Regions from separate parts of the Mus musculus genome. Here region 2 is linked to region 1. Evidence: chromatin contacts called from public Hi-C data. All regions are on one chromosome and are shown on one strand. The core of a region is the stretch at or near the end of the contact, and the rest is flanking DNA. Distances in the headings are between cores, read along the strand shown. Region 1 holds the start of 1100001I12Rik (a long non-coding RNA gene). Region 2 overlaps Atp6v1c1 (ATPase, H+ transporting, lysosomal V1 subunit C1).

Region 1 (6,427 bases), core at 3,190-5,689:
TGCGTGACCCAAGGGGCTTTGGCTGCAGCCATCAAAGCTGCCCCTTTCCTTTCTGTGGAGATTGAACAGCAAGACACACCCAACTTTTTTACCCCAGTAGCCTTTTCTTCAAAGTCTCAAACGTTTGATAAATACACTGGACCAGCTAGTTCACAGCTCCCATTGTGGCACCTCTCAGTCCATCCCAGGGAAAGATGTGACCACCGAGCTGCCAACTCTGCTAGTACTTCTACTGGCCACCAGTGAATGGGGTCCAATGAGTAGCCTGAGGGTGTGCGATCAAATTTCCAAACCTCACAGTATTGTCTACTTTCTCAGACCATACCCAGTACCCACTGAGGGAGATCAGAGCCTCTGGAAATTTGGAATGCAGGGTAGTTACTAACTCTCTGAGCTGTAATGAGATGTGAGCAGAAGCAAGATGGTCCCGGGGAAGAAGTTAGTTATGATGTCAAGAAAACGAAGCCGTTGGCAACCTTGCACGAAGATCCTGAGTTAGCACTGATTGTCAGTTTGCCTAAGCCAAATGGCAGTGCCTATGTTGTCCCCACTGCTCCTAGTCTGTCCTTGGAGGAGCTGACAAGTGAATGTTATTTGCTCTACAAACTCTATAGGTGGCCTGCCTTTCCTTGAGGGCAAATAGGATGACACTCATGCTCTATTATATCTTTAAAATCACATTCTTCAGTCCAAGCTATGCTTCAACTAGACGGGCTGACAAAAGTTTGTTCCAAATGCAGAACAGTTATAGACTTGAAGGAATGACACTGTAAGTTAAAGCATACATTTCATTTGGAGATTTTTTTTGAAATGGTGTGTCTTTACTCATACATATTTGGAACAAAGACACCTTCCTTTGCAATGCTTTTGTTACCACACGAGCAATAGTGACTTGTATTTTCCTTTTTAAAATCTCCTAATAGAAAATCTTGAATAATGCCTGCTTCCCATTCTTCACTGGAAATGCAGGATCACCTAGCCTGCCTGGTTACTAACACACAGCTAACTTGTACAAGGTTAAGTTCATTTCACATGACTCTCATGAGTTCCCTCTGTGGAGATGAGTCACATGTATAGAAGCCAATTCCCTTAGAAGGAAGTCTGTGACAATGACAAATCAGAGGAAGCCTCATGGCTACAAACCTCCCAGAAAGGGAGCTTGGAGGTCAGTTGAGACCCAGGTTTCTCAGGGGCAGAAATAATAGCATGTTTTCAGCCACCAGCTGTGTACTTATGAAGGCCATAAGGACTGGAACATGCGCCCATACACATGCATGAGTGATGCACCCTTGCGCAACTGCTCACATGGCAAGACTAGCATCAAGGCCAGACCTCCTGACTCCTGGTTTAGCACTTCCTCTCCAGCTGCCTATTCTCAGCACTCAATGGTGTTTAGTATTCTTAGGGACACAAAGCAGCAACTCTGTTTCTACGCTTGGTGTCTCACCAATTGCAGATTACCACAGTGGATTCTGAGAGGGCTCATGGCCTGGGTGTGCTTTCTTCTTTGTGGCCCACCTTCTTTTCTGTCTATCTGTGGTGCTTTGCATGAAAATGGCCCCCATGGACTCATAGGGCGTGGGACTGTTTAAAAGGATCAAGAGGTGTGGCCTTGTTGGAGTAGGTGTGCTCTTGTTGGAGGAGCTGGCTTTGAGATTTAAGAAGCCCAAGCTAGGCCCAGAGGCTCTCTATCTCTTTCTGCCATTTTCAGTTCCAGATACAGAACTCTCATCTAACTCTCCAGCACCATATCTGTCTGCCTGAAGCCATGAAGTCATGTTTCCTGCCGTGATTATAATGGACTAAACCTCTGAAACTGTAAGCAAGCCCCAATGATATGTGCCCCTTTGGAAGAGTTGCTGTTGTCATAGTATGTCTTCACAACAATAGAACACTGACTAAGCCACTTTACCTATGTGCATAAGGGAGCCCCGAGTATCTGGGGAGTTCCCTGGTCCTCCCCATTTCAACAATCTTTTTTTTTTTTTTTTTCCTTCAGTTTTTCGAGACAGGGTTTCTCTGTGTAGCCCTGGCTGTCCTGGAACTCACTCTGTAGGCCAGGCTGGCCTCGAACTCAGAAATCTTTCTGCCTCTGCCTCCCAAGTGCTGGAATTAAAGGTGTGCACCACCACGCCCAGCCCATTTCAACAATCTTGCTGACTGAGAGAGCCAGCCATGGTGGCATATGCCATAATCCCAACATCTAGAACTCTGGAAATGGAGGATTAGGTGTTTAACGTGATTCTTAACTACACAGTAAGTTTAAAACCAGGCTGGCCTGTATGAGACCCTGTCACAGATATAGAGATGTAAGTAATTGCATTTTTTACCTCCTAGGAGGCAACTCTGAAGTAAGACCTACTTTGTCCCCAAGTCACCTCACTTGTTCCTTTTCCTGTACCTTTAACTTCCTTTGACTTCCACTCACATATCTCCCTTGCCCTCACTAAACAAATGAATAACATAAACCAGAACAAAATCCTCTAAGAAAAGAAGTTTTCACTTTAATCCCTTCCCAACAGGCAAAGTGGGAGGTAACTGCCAGAGCCTGAGAACTGTTTGTGGGCAGGGGTACTCAGTTGGTAGACCACTTGCCTGTCATGCATAAGGCCCTGGGTTTCCATCAACTGTATGATGGTACCATTTGTAACGACTTAGAAGGCGAAGGAGAATTAAGAGTTCAAGATCGCCAGGCAGTGGTGGCTCACACCTTTAATTCTAGCACTTGGGAGGCAGAGGCAGGCAGATTTCTGAGTTTGAGGACAACCTGGTCTACAGAGTGAGTTCCAGGATACCCAAGGCTACACAGAGAAACCCTGTCTCAAAAAAAAAAAAAAAAAAAAAAAAAAAAAAAGAGTTCAAAGATCATCCTCAAGGAGTCTGAGGCCATCCTGGGGTGCATCAGCCCCCTCCCCCCCCCCGCCCCCATGTTTAACTAGGAAAGAAACAGACTCCTTGTACTGGAAGGGCCTGCTCTGGCCAGTATAATACAATGCTTACACTTCTTCAAAATAATTAAGCCATTGATTTTCAGGGTAAGAATTCCTAACCTGGAGCCCAGAGACCTTTATGTTAAAAGATCTGAGAACATGGATACATGGATGCAGGGGGAAATTATATCTTTATTTTCATTATTCCTGAACGAAACGTATTCATTCATTCACTCAAGACAGAATGTCAATATGTAGTCTATGGTGGCCTTGAAATTGTGATCTCTTTACATATAGTGACTCAGTCTGGGATTACAGGCCTCTGTCACTATGATACCAAGAAAATCAAGGTCCCTCCTAGAATTCTTAGGGCTGTGGCTAGAGAGATGGCTCAGTGGTTAAAGCATTTGATGCTGTAACTCTTTTTTTTTTTTTTTTTCGAGACAGGGTTTCTCTGTGTAGCCCTGGCTGTCCTGGAACTCACTCTGTAGACCAGGCTGGCCTCGAACTCAGAAATTCTCCTGCCTCTGCCTCCCAAGTGCTGGGTTTAAAGGCATGTGCCACCACCGCCTGTCATTTGATGCTTTATCAGAAGACCCGGCACGGGCTTATGGCAGGCAGCTCACATGTGATACACACACACACACACACACACACACACACACACACACACACAAGCAAATGTAGATAGATAGATAGATAGATAGATAGATAGATAGATAGATAGATAGATAGATAGATATGTGTTGCCACCGACCACCCCAGTCGGGTATGGGGGTCCCTGGAATGAGGGTCCTTGAAGCTAGGTGGGTAAGGATTAGGCAGTGACAAACAGAACCAAACACAGAGGCAGTTTGAATCTGAGTGTGTTTTGTAGCTCTCAAGCAGGGGATTTTATACATTAAAAAACCCAAACATTACATCTCTTAGAAACTATATCCAGTGGAACAATCACAAATACCAACAAACATCATTTGGCACAGTGAAGCACAAAAATCATCCAAGCATTACAACTCTGAAACTATGTATTCAGTGAATCACAAACAGAACAGGTAACATCATTATAAATCATCAAAATAGAACAATTCTAAAAGGATGTATTCAGTGGGGGCTGTCGTCCAAGGCTAGTGGCATATTTCCAGGAGCAGGTTAATAAATCTTTAACGGTCAGTGCTCTTAACCGCTGAACTAACTTTCCAGCTCCATGGTCAATTATTATTTAACATCTAGTGCCTGAGTTTTTTATAAATCTTCAATATATAAATTTAAACTATTTTAATTCTTTCTCATTAAGGCTTTCTTTACTATATACCGAAATCTACCTCAGATGACACACGTGTAGTCATATGAAATTTTATTGTTGGGAAAGTTTTTATCATAATAGTTTTGTAAATGATTTAGAAAGTAAAAGCATTGGTTTCCCTGGGGATAAGGTCATGTTAGTGGCCCCATCTCTAGGGATGGTTTCTTACCCATTATTCTCGTTTAAGATCTTGTCCTAGGCTACCAGGAACATGTAAATAAGAAAAGGAATCAGAGAAAACAAAAAAAGATAGATTGCCATGAGAACTACAGCTCAATATTTTTTCTCCATCGAAGAGTTCCACAACCGGTTCCAGGAGGCCTCCCCTTTTGAGGTCAACTGCCTCAGTCTGTGGAACTCGTCACACAGATCCTACTGGAGGTGGTGTGGCAATGTGTGTGTATTTAAATATGTACATTTTTTTAAAGAATGGACTTAAACTAGGAATGGTAGCTCAAACTTTTAATCCCATCAATCAGGAGATAGAGGCAGGCAGGTCTCTGTTATAGGCCAGCCTGGTTCTCTTAGTGAGTTACAGGCCAGGGCTACATAGTAAAACCCTGTTTTAAAACAAACAAACAAATAAACAAACAAATGGATTCAAACAGAAGCTCAAGGACAATTTGAATTTTCAAGGAAAGGCCCAGGGCAGGTAAATCTTAGTTGCTGGAAGGGGATAGATAGATAGATGATACATAGATGATAGATAGATAGATAGATAGATAGATAGATAGATAGATAGATAGATGATAGATAGATGTTAGATAGATAGATAGATAGATAGATAGATAGATAGATAGATAGATAGATAGATAACAACACACACACACAGAGAGAGAGAGAGAGAGAGAGAGAGAGAGAGAGAGAGAGAGAGGGAGAGAGAATAGAGAAACAGAATAGCCTTGCCATTTGAGTTAGGCAACATGGAAGCCAGCCACTGCACAGACAAACAGCCATAAGGTAAGGAGGGAAGCTTTACAGGAAGAGTGAAAAGGCCTGAAGTACCAGGAAAAGCAGACTTCTCCAGGAAAAGCAGACTTCTTCTGGTCAAGGTCAAAAAGAAAACAGAAGAGAGGAAAAAGGAAAACTTACTTACCCCTTCCCGAACCAACCAGACCAACTCTTTTGTTTTGTTTTTTGAAACAGGGTTTCTCTGTATAGCCCTAGCTGTCCTGGAACTCATTCAGTAGACTAGGCCAGCCTCAAACTCACAGAGTTCCACCTGTATCTCCTTCCCACATTCTGGGACTAAAGATGTGCACCACCATAGGCTAAAATTTATTTATCTGGGACCCCGCATACCCTAGGGATAGTCTTAGGCAAATTGACGTTTTTCTGCCCACCTCCTCTTAACTCTTTGTTTTTTTAAATATTTTTTTATTACGTATTTTCCTCAATTACATTTCCAATGCTCTCCCAAAAGTCCCCCATACCCTCCCCCCCCCAAATCCCCTATCCTCTTAACTCTTAAGGGCAGAAACTATGCCAGAAGTAGATCCTGTTCTTTTGGCTAGGAGACAACAGCTTTCCATTGGTGGGGTTTTCATGCTACTATAGCACCCATGCCTAGCATGAACTTGAAATTTTAATTATAACTATAGTCAACAAAACTGACTTGTTCCTAGGACTTTGAAGCCAGACATGGTGGTGCACACCTGTAATTCTTGACACTGTGAAAATAGGAGATTGACCTGTTCAAGACCATCTTCATTTACATAAGACAAAACAAACCTTCCTGTGACCTTGTCACCAGTAGAAATCACAGGTGCTTTTATATATTACTGTTGCAATGAATATTTAAGAATATTTATAGTCACCATATTTGGAAACTAAGAAAACCAGAGGTAGCACATACTTTCAGCACTCACACTCAGGAGATGGAGGAAGAAAAAGGAGAAAGTCAAGGCTATCTTCTTATATTTGAGGGGGCACAACAAAGAAACTGCCAACATGAGCACTCTATGATATGGTTAAGGTTTTTAGTGTAGATGAGAGGGAGAGGGAGAGGGAGAGGGAGAGGGAGAGGGAGAGGGAGAGGGAGAGGGAGAGGGAGAGGGAGAGGGGAGGAGAGGGAGAGGGGGAGGGGGAGGCAGAGGGAGAGGCAGAGGAAGAGGCAGAGGGAGAGGGAGAGAGAGAGGGAGAGAGATCTGGAAGAGTCCAGAGGAAAGAAAGAAGCAGACTGCACATGGCCAGC
Region 2 (7,478 bases), core at 268-2,767, 35 kb after region 1:
GTCTGTGAGTTCGAGGCCAGCCTGGTCTACAGAGTGAGTGCCAGGACAGCCAGGGCTACACAGAGAAAACCCTGTCTCGGAAAAAAAACAACAGAAAGACCCCAGAAAGTGAAGAATGTGTTTTTTCCCTATAAAGGGCTGGGCAGTCTTTTTGGCTTTGCCACTCTTAACAACTGCTGTGCTTTACCGTGGCAATTGGTTGTTAGAGCTGAAGCAGCCGCAGAGTCTGTGAACAGGCGAAGTAAAAGCACTGTGCTTACTAACACAAATGCACATAGTTTGCTCACCTTTGGATCTAATAACCCTTTGAGGTCTCCCTTTGACTTCTGTATGAATGTTTGCTCAATGTGTAGTTTTGGAGAATCTAAAGAGTAGAAAGTAAAGAGTAGAACTGAGTGGGTGGCTTGCACAGTGTGGCATACACCTTTAATCCCAGCAGTGGGCAGGCTGAGGCAGACAGATCTCTGTGAGCTGAGGCTAGCCTAGGCTGCACAAGAGATTCCAGGCCAGCCAGATACATGGTAAGGCCCTGTTTCAAAAGAAGGGCGTAAAAGCCTGTGTTGGAGAGACACGTTCAGTGGCCTCAGGTCCTGCACTGCTGACATCTCTGGGGATTCTAAGCTGAGACAGGCTGCATTGTTTTTTTAGAATATCACTGCATGAAGCCTACCTTCTTTGTTCTGTATTTTATCTGGTTAGGGAATTGGGAATAAAAGAGAAACACTGGCTCCTGGAGGAGGATGGAGAGGAATAGTAAGGGAATCAGTTTCCCTAATGGTACCTGACTGGAGCATTTCTCCTCAGAGTGTAGGCTTTTGGATTTTTCTGGTTTTTTTTTTCTTTAGGGCTGTCCTTGAACTGGCACTATGGTCTGACTGGCTTGGGGCTTGCCCTGCTCCTGCCTTCACTTCCCAAGTACTGGAGTCACAGGCACACATACATCACTGTGCCCAGGGTGCAAAGCTTTGCTCCATGCTTTTCTTGCACAGTTGTTCCCAGAACATTGGAACATGATATTTATTTTAAAATCCTATTTATATTTGCCCATATTTTTCTTACTTGGCTTTATTTTAAAATTGTGTTGAGAAAATTTCAGCTTTTTGTACCATAAGATGTAAACAAGAGCCCCTGTAGATCACTTTACATAGTCAGCTACCTGTGTCTACCAACCTTTACTGTAAATCACACATACTTATCTCTCCACACCCCCAAAGCCAGTGGCCTTTCCAGAAAGCTGTTGCACAGTGTTCTGAGGCAGTCTCCTTTATTGTTACTGTGTCCTCGCTACTTCCTGAGGTACGCCCTGCTTTCTGTAAAATAGGGTTTTAGTTAGCCTTTTGTAATGGCCACCAAATGGTAGTAATTTCCCATGGCCTCTTCTGTTTTTTTAAATGAGGTATAAATTAATGTTTTCCAGCCATGCAGTTTAAAAATAATGTAGAATCTGTACTGTGCTTTGCCACGTTAACAAGCCAAGCTGTGCCTCTGTCGCAACAGTCCCTGGCTGTGCGGGAGGCAGTCCAGACTTCTTGCTTCATTCCGTGTTTGTGAGGCGCCCTCAGTAGGAGACTGATGTTTTGCTACACATATGATGTGCTTTATTGGAGCCACATTTCCCATGTGTCCCATGTTTTCTCTTCCTGGACATGGCAGAAATGGGACTTGTCTGTCCTTCCTGATGTTTACTGTGTCCTTTCTGCAGGCTGAACCACAATGACTGGATTAAGCAGTATGAAACGCTCGCAGAAATGGTAGTACCAAGGTCAAGCAAGTAAGTAGCCATCTTGCAACAGTGCTTTGTTTCCTACAAGTCTTCCAACAGCTTGTGGGATTAGGAAATCTCTTTGTGGTCTGTGTTTCCTTTGCAGTAAATCTGTAATTTTAGAGCCCTTGTTTTTACTTCATAAATTGTCAACTCTAGTTATCACCATTTCATATCTAGAAGGGAGTGGCATACCTGGCTTGACCCCTCATTTTCATAGATGGAGGTGTGAGGACTATAAGGTGAGGCCAGAGCCACACTTACCGGGAAGATGATGCCAGGGCCAGAGCCAGGGCCAGGGCCAGGGCCAGCCATGGGTTTAAGGAGCTTGGCCAGGGCCAGCTATGGGGCTTCTGCTACATCTTGTTGCCTCCTTGAAGCTTCCATCCGCTGTTGCTGTGTCTCCTCTAGGAACTAAGTCTTCATTTACCTAGCAAAGGAGTCATATCAGGTAGCTCCTGGAATGTGTGAACCTTCAAATTTTGTTTGAGTAGATGATGGGGCCAGATCTGTATAGTCTTTAAAAAGCCACAGAATGCTTGCCTTTTTAGTAAGCATTTTGAGTTATGAGTTTAATGTGCATTGTCTATTTATTAGTTACAGCAGTGCTGTGAGGCACTTTAGCCAGCTAATTTCTACATAGGATAGGAGGCTGTGTTTAGGTGGTCTAAAGCATATGGTTTCCAAGTGCCCAATGGCAAGGCAAGGCAGGGTTGACAATGGTTTTGTAGCTTGTGACCTATATCACCAGTCTGTGGCCAGTTATTGCTGCATGACATGCCTTGTTAAAGAGAAGGTATCAAAGACAGTGAGAAAGTGAACTTCGTAAGCTCAGGCCAGAAGTACTTTCTTTTCCAGCTCATTGTGCCATACAGGAGTTAGTTTGGTATAATGGAAAATCATGGACCCTATTGATGGTTCTTCTTCTAGCTTGCCTGGGTATGTCTTTGAACTTTTGGGTCCCACTGTCTTTTCTCAAATGTCAAAGAAGTTAGGAAGTTAGTTTAAGACGTGATAGAGTATATAAAACATAAGGTATCGTTGACATTTGACAAGTATTGAGAAATAAGTCACAAATCTGAGCTCATTGTGATTTTCCCCCTGTATTTGGAGTAATACCCTTTATTAAAGCCAACTCTTCACATGGCAAACTGAAGACAGTGGTTGTATCTTAACATGCAGTCTCATTTGGGCCGTCGATCCTGACCAGTAGTAACTTCTCTACATCATTTGAGCTCAGAGGTCAACACAGTATTCTGGAAGCAGGTATCCAGGAGGAGGGTGAGGCTCAGTGCACAGTGTCCTCTAGTGGTAGACATGTAGAAGTCAGGCTTCGGGGTTGGGTGGGGGACTGCATAAGTTAGTGAATAAGCTCTGATTTTGAAAGGACTTTATACCATTTCAGAGAGTTAGGTTGTTTGCTAATCACTTTAATAATTTAAAGGAAGGATAGTAAAATCCAGGCAGTACTTGTCCTAATGGCCTTTTGGATCCCCAGCCCCACCTCACAGTGTAAAGTGCATTTGGCATCAATGTCCATGGAGAACATAGAGCTAGCCAAGTAGCAATGGGCAGAGCATATAGTTCACACAAGCCAGCTAGGCCTTCAGGGCCCTGCTCTGGCACCCACTATTCAGGAAGGAACTCTGGCTTGATAAAGATTTTTGTTTGCCTTGTAGCTAACATTTTTCATTTTGGGTGTGTGGTGTTGGGGGTTAAACCCAGAACTTGGCACATAGTAGGCAAGTAGCCTGCTCTGATCCTCATCTCGGTTAACTAAAATTTTAGTTACCCCGAGGTAGTTATTGTTTCAAGCCTTTACTCAAACTAAGTAAATTAGATATGGGTAGTAGGGTTGGAGAGATGGCTCAGTGGTTAAGAACATTGGCTGCTCTTCAGTGGACCTGTGTTCAATTCCCAGTGCCCACATGGCAGTTCATTACTGCCTAAAATTCCAGTTTTAAAGGCTCTGTTACCATCACACAAACATTCACGCAGGCAAAACATCATAGTGATGGGGTTAGAGTTGGCTTAGCCATTAAGAGCATTGGCTATTCTTGCAGAGGATCCAGGTTTGGTTCCAGCACCTACATGGTAGCTCACAATCACCTGTAACTTAAGTTACATTGGAGGTCTCTTCTGACCTCCAATGGTACCACATACACACACACATGATGCACAGACATATATCCAGGCAAACACCAGTACTCAAAATAGAAATAAGTATTAAAAAAACATAGATAGTATCACTTGATCACCTGCCTGCCCGCCCTCCTTCCCTTCCTCTATTCTTTCCTCCCTCCCTCCTTCCCTCTCTCCTTTCCTTTTCTTTTTATTTCTATTGAGACAGTTTCTCATGTAGCCCAGGCTGGCCTGAACTCATACTTTGCCTGTCTCTATCTCTCAAGGGCTGTATGTTCCACCAGGCCAAGCTTGACATATGTGTAGCCAGGTCTGGCTTGGGGCTCATGATCCTTTCAACTCTGCCTCCCAAGGGCTGAGTAATACCATCTTAGCTAGATAGTGCATACGTGGGTATCATCTTACCTAGATTTTGGATTCCTTTTGAGAAAGATTCTCTTTCTGTAGTGCAGGCTAGCTTAGAATTCACTCTGTGGCCCGGGCTGGCCTTGTACTCCTAATGATCTTCATGGCTCAGATTCCCAAGTGTTGGGATCACAGGTGTGATCCATCACATCCAGGTTTATTTGTTTTCAACTAATATTCTTAAATTTGAAAGATTCTTTTAGGAGTGTTTGTGTGTGTGTGTGTGTGTGTGTGTGTGTGTGTGTGTGTGTGTGTGTGTGTACATGTGTACCATGTGCATGCCTGGTGCCCAGGGATGTCAAAGAAGGCATTGGCTCCCCTGAAACTGTAGTTATGAATCTGAGACCTCAACCTCAACCTGCTCTTAACTGCTGAGCCATCTCTCCAGCTCTCATTAAAACCCTTCCTGTGGCTCACTGTCCACCTGAGTTTGAAAGGCACTAGGAAAAGAACTAGGCGATCATTTCATAGGGTGGCTTAGGGAAGGAGGTGTCAGTGTTCTGAATCAGGAGCACTTCACTGATGATGGCGGTGAGGCCCTCCCTGTCCTGTGCTGTGGAGGTGGCCTCAAGTGACTGACCAGCTGATTGGTCAAGAGCCAGGGCAGATTTAGTTCTTAAAGCCAGCCTTTAGGTGAGCTCTGTAGTTAGCACCTGAATTTACTGGACGGATGAGGAGTTCACTAGGCTTCTGGGGAAAATGAAACTTAAAATACTTTGTCTAATTTTAATTTATTTAATTAAAAAGAAAGCATTTAAATTCCTCAAGAACCCTTTCAGTTTCATCAGTCTTGCTTCTGTTTTAGAATCACCATATTATAAATAAATACTATGGGCTGGAGAGGTGGCTCAGTGGTTAGGAGAGTACCTGGGTTCTGTTACCGAGCTGGCAAGTTCTGATTGGGGGTGTGGTGGGTGGGGAGACAGGAGTTGATAGCAGTCCAGAGTGGTTGAGGCAGACCCTGGTGAGCTGGCTGGATTAGACTGGAAAGAGGAAGAATAGTTCATGAGACAAGAAGAGACAGTTTGACCAAGCAGACTGGTGCTAGAAGTTGAACTGCACGCTCCAGAGTGTGAGCAGATAACTTTGTTAGCTAGGAGGTGTGGTAGAGGGTGTGAAGGCCTGTCTGTCAGGAGTGCCCATTGTCTTTCCCGTTGGAGGTGGTGCAGATGAAGTGAGGTGAGGGTCCCTTCTCATCCTGTTTCTCAATTCTGCTGTTTAAGTATAGAGCTTAAAATGACTTTTTCCCCCTTTAGTGTTCTTTCAGAGGACCAAGACAGTTATCTTTGTAACGTCACCTTGTTTAGAAAAGCAGTTGATGATTTCAGACACAAAGCCAGAGAAAACAAGTAAGTCTATCTGTCTAATCTGTCTCATGTATATACAGAGATGTATATTTTTTTTTTTTTAAATGTGTTGGCTTGGCTATATGTGGTGTAGACAAATTTGGATTTTCCTCCATATTTAGGTTCATAGTTCGTGACTTCCAGTATAACGAGGAGGAGATGAAAGCAGATAAAGAAGAAATGACCAGGCTGTCTACTGACAAGAAGAAGCAGTTTGTACGTGTCCTTCCTTAGTGTTGTCAGTGTGCAGCAGAGGATGAAGCAGTGCTGCTGTCTCTGACTAGGGTTTGAGGTCCTTTACTATCCTCCTCTTTTGAGACAGTTTCATCCCATGGTCAGGTGGAATGCACTGTGTGGCCCAGGGCCGTCTGGAGCTCGGGGACTCTCTTGCCTCAGCTTTAGAGTGTAGGGATTATAGGCAGCCAGCAAGTGCCAGGTCCCTCTGTCAGCACTCCCACAGCTGGGCTGTGTGTCCATGCCTGCCTCAGCCCCTTTACACCTCAGGTCCCACCTCTGAGCCGCAGCCTCCTTTTGTAGTCTCTTCATTGGATTTTTTTTAGAGCTTATTTTGCTTTTGATTCTTGGAAAATGGAAAAATACATTCTGGGGATACTGAAAGGGGAGGAAAATATGAAAATGTAGTTTATAATTTGGTGCTTGAAAAATGTAAATGTTGGGACTGAAGATGTAGTTCAGTAGAGTGCTTACTTAACGTGCACAAAGCCACAGTGCCACAGTGCCAAACACTGGCTGTGGGGGCACACCCTGTAATCCCAGCACTGGGGGAAGAGCAGAGGGTAAGGGAGTTCTAGGTTATCCTTGGTTACATGAGAGCTTGTCTCAAAGGTAATGAAGATGTACAATTAAATATGTGTCCATCCCCAGCAGCTCAGGGTTGTGTATAAGAAGGAGATGCCTGTGGCAGCTCCTCCCAGGCCAGCCCAGGCTTTCCTCAGACACCAGGGAACCCTTGACCCTGCACAGCTGCACAACCACTTACCCCACTGACTGCTCTGCTTCCTAGCAGGCAGATGTCACATGCTGTGTGCCTGGAAGCTCAAAGAGCAGACATTTCCATCAGAGCTTATTGTATCCTCTTGGCCTAAACATAGTTGTTTGGTACATCCAAATGATCCTAAGTTAGGTGTTAAGTCAATGATGTCTTTGTAGGTCGACAGGAAGAGGCATTGTTTGACATCTTTGAAGAAGTTCTTTTTTTTTTTAATTGGGTATTTATTTAATTTACATTTCCAATGCTATCCCAAAAGTCCCCTACATGCTCCCCCACCCACTCCCACTTCTTGGCCCTGACATTTCCCTGTATTGAGGCATATAAAGTTTGCGAGACCAATGGGCCTCTCTTTCCACTGATGGCCGACTAGGCCATCTTCTGATTCATATGCAGCTAGAGACACAAGCTCTGGGGATACTGGTTAGTTCATATTGTTGTTCCACCTATATGATTGCAGATCCCTTCAGCTCCTTGGGTACTTTCTCTAGCTCCTCCATTGGGGGCCCTGTGATCCATCCAATAGCTGACTGTGAGCATCTACTTCTGTGTTTGCCAGGCCCGGGCATAGTCTCACAAGAGACAGCCATATCTGGGTCCTTTCAGCAAAATCTTGCTAGTGTATGCAATGGTGTCAGCGTTTGGAAGCTATTATGGGATGGATCCCCGGATATGGCAGTCTCTAGATGGTCCATCCTTTCGTCTCAGCTCCAAACTTTGTCTCTGTAACTCCTTCCATGGGTGTTTTGTTCCCAATTCTAAGAAGGGGCAAAGTTCTTAAATTGTACTAAAGACTTAAGTTCAACAAGAGCTT

Evidence for each region. A called contact is a pair of places that touch in the nucleus more often than the background predicts.
Region 2: a Hi-C map of liver shows a contact between it and region 1, with 1.9 times the contacts expected there. The contact joins the enhancer-like site here to the promoter of 1100001I12Rik in region 1. A contact is called at or near these places in 1 of 15 datasets of contacts at CTCF or cohesin (the NIH/3T3 cell line), 3 of 484 Hi-C or Micro-C datasets (bone marrow-derived macrophages and liver), 1 of 115 datasets of contacts at active chromatin or transcription factors (embryonic stem cells) and 3 of 9 other capture datasets (adipose tissue, liver and pancreatic islet).

Annotation. Positions count from the first base shown.
Region 1 is chr15:38,643,242-38,649,668 of GRCm38.p6, forward strand. It overlaps 1100001I12Rik (a long non-coding RNA gene), which reads right to left and starts at 4,440. Exons shown (of 2, transcript XR_383959.1): 1 at 4,403-4,440.
Region 2 is chr15:38,681,239-38,688,716 of GRCm38.p6, forward strand. Atp6v1c1 (ATPase, H+ transporting, lysosomal V1 subunit C1) reads left to right here. Exons shown (of 13, transcript NM_025494.3): 8 at 1,703-1,771; 9 at 5,566-5,658; 10 at 5,778-5,871. Among named protein-coding and RNA genes, the nearest start is that of Atp6v1c1, 23 kb to the left of the region's middle. Within about 2 kb of position 1,518, at least 21 of the 459 cell types and tissues checked have an H3K27ac peak or open chromatin away from gene starts, as enhancers often do. A contact at or near this core is called in adipose tissue and liver, where this site is marked.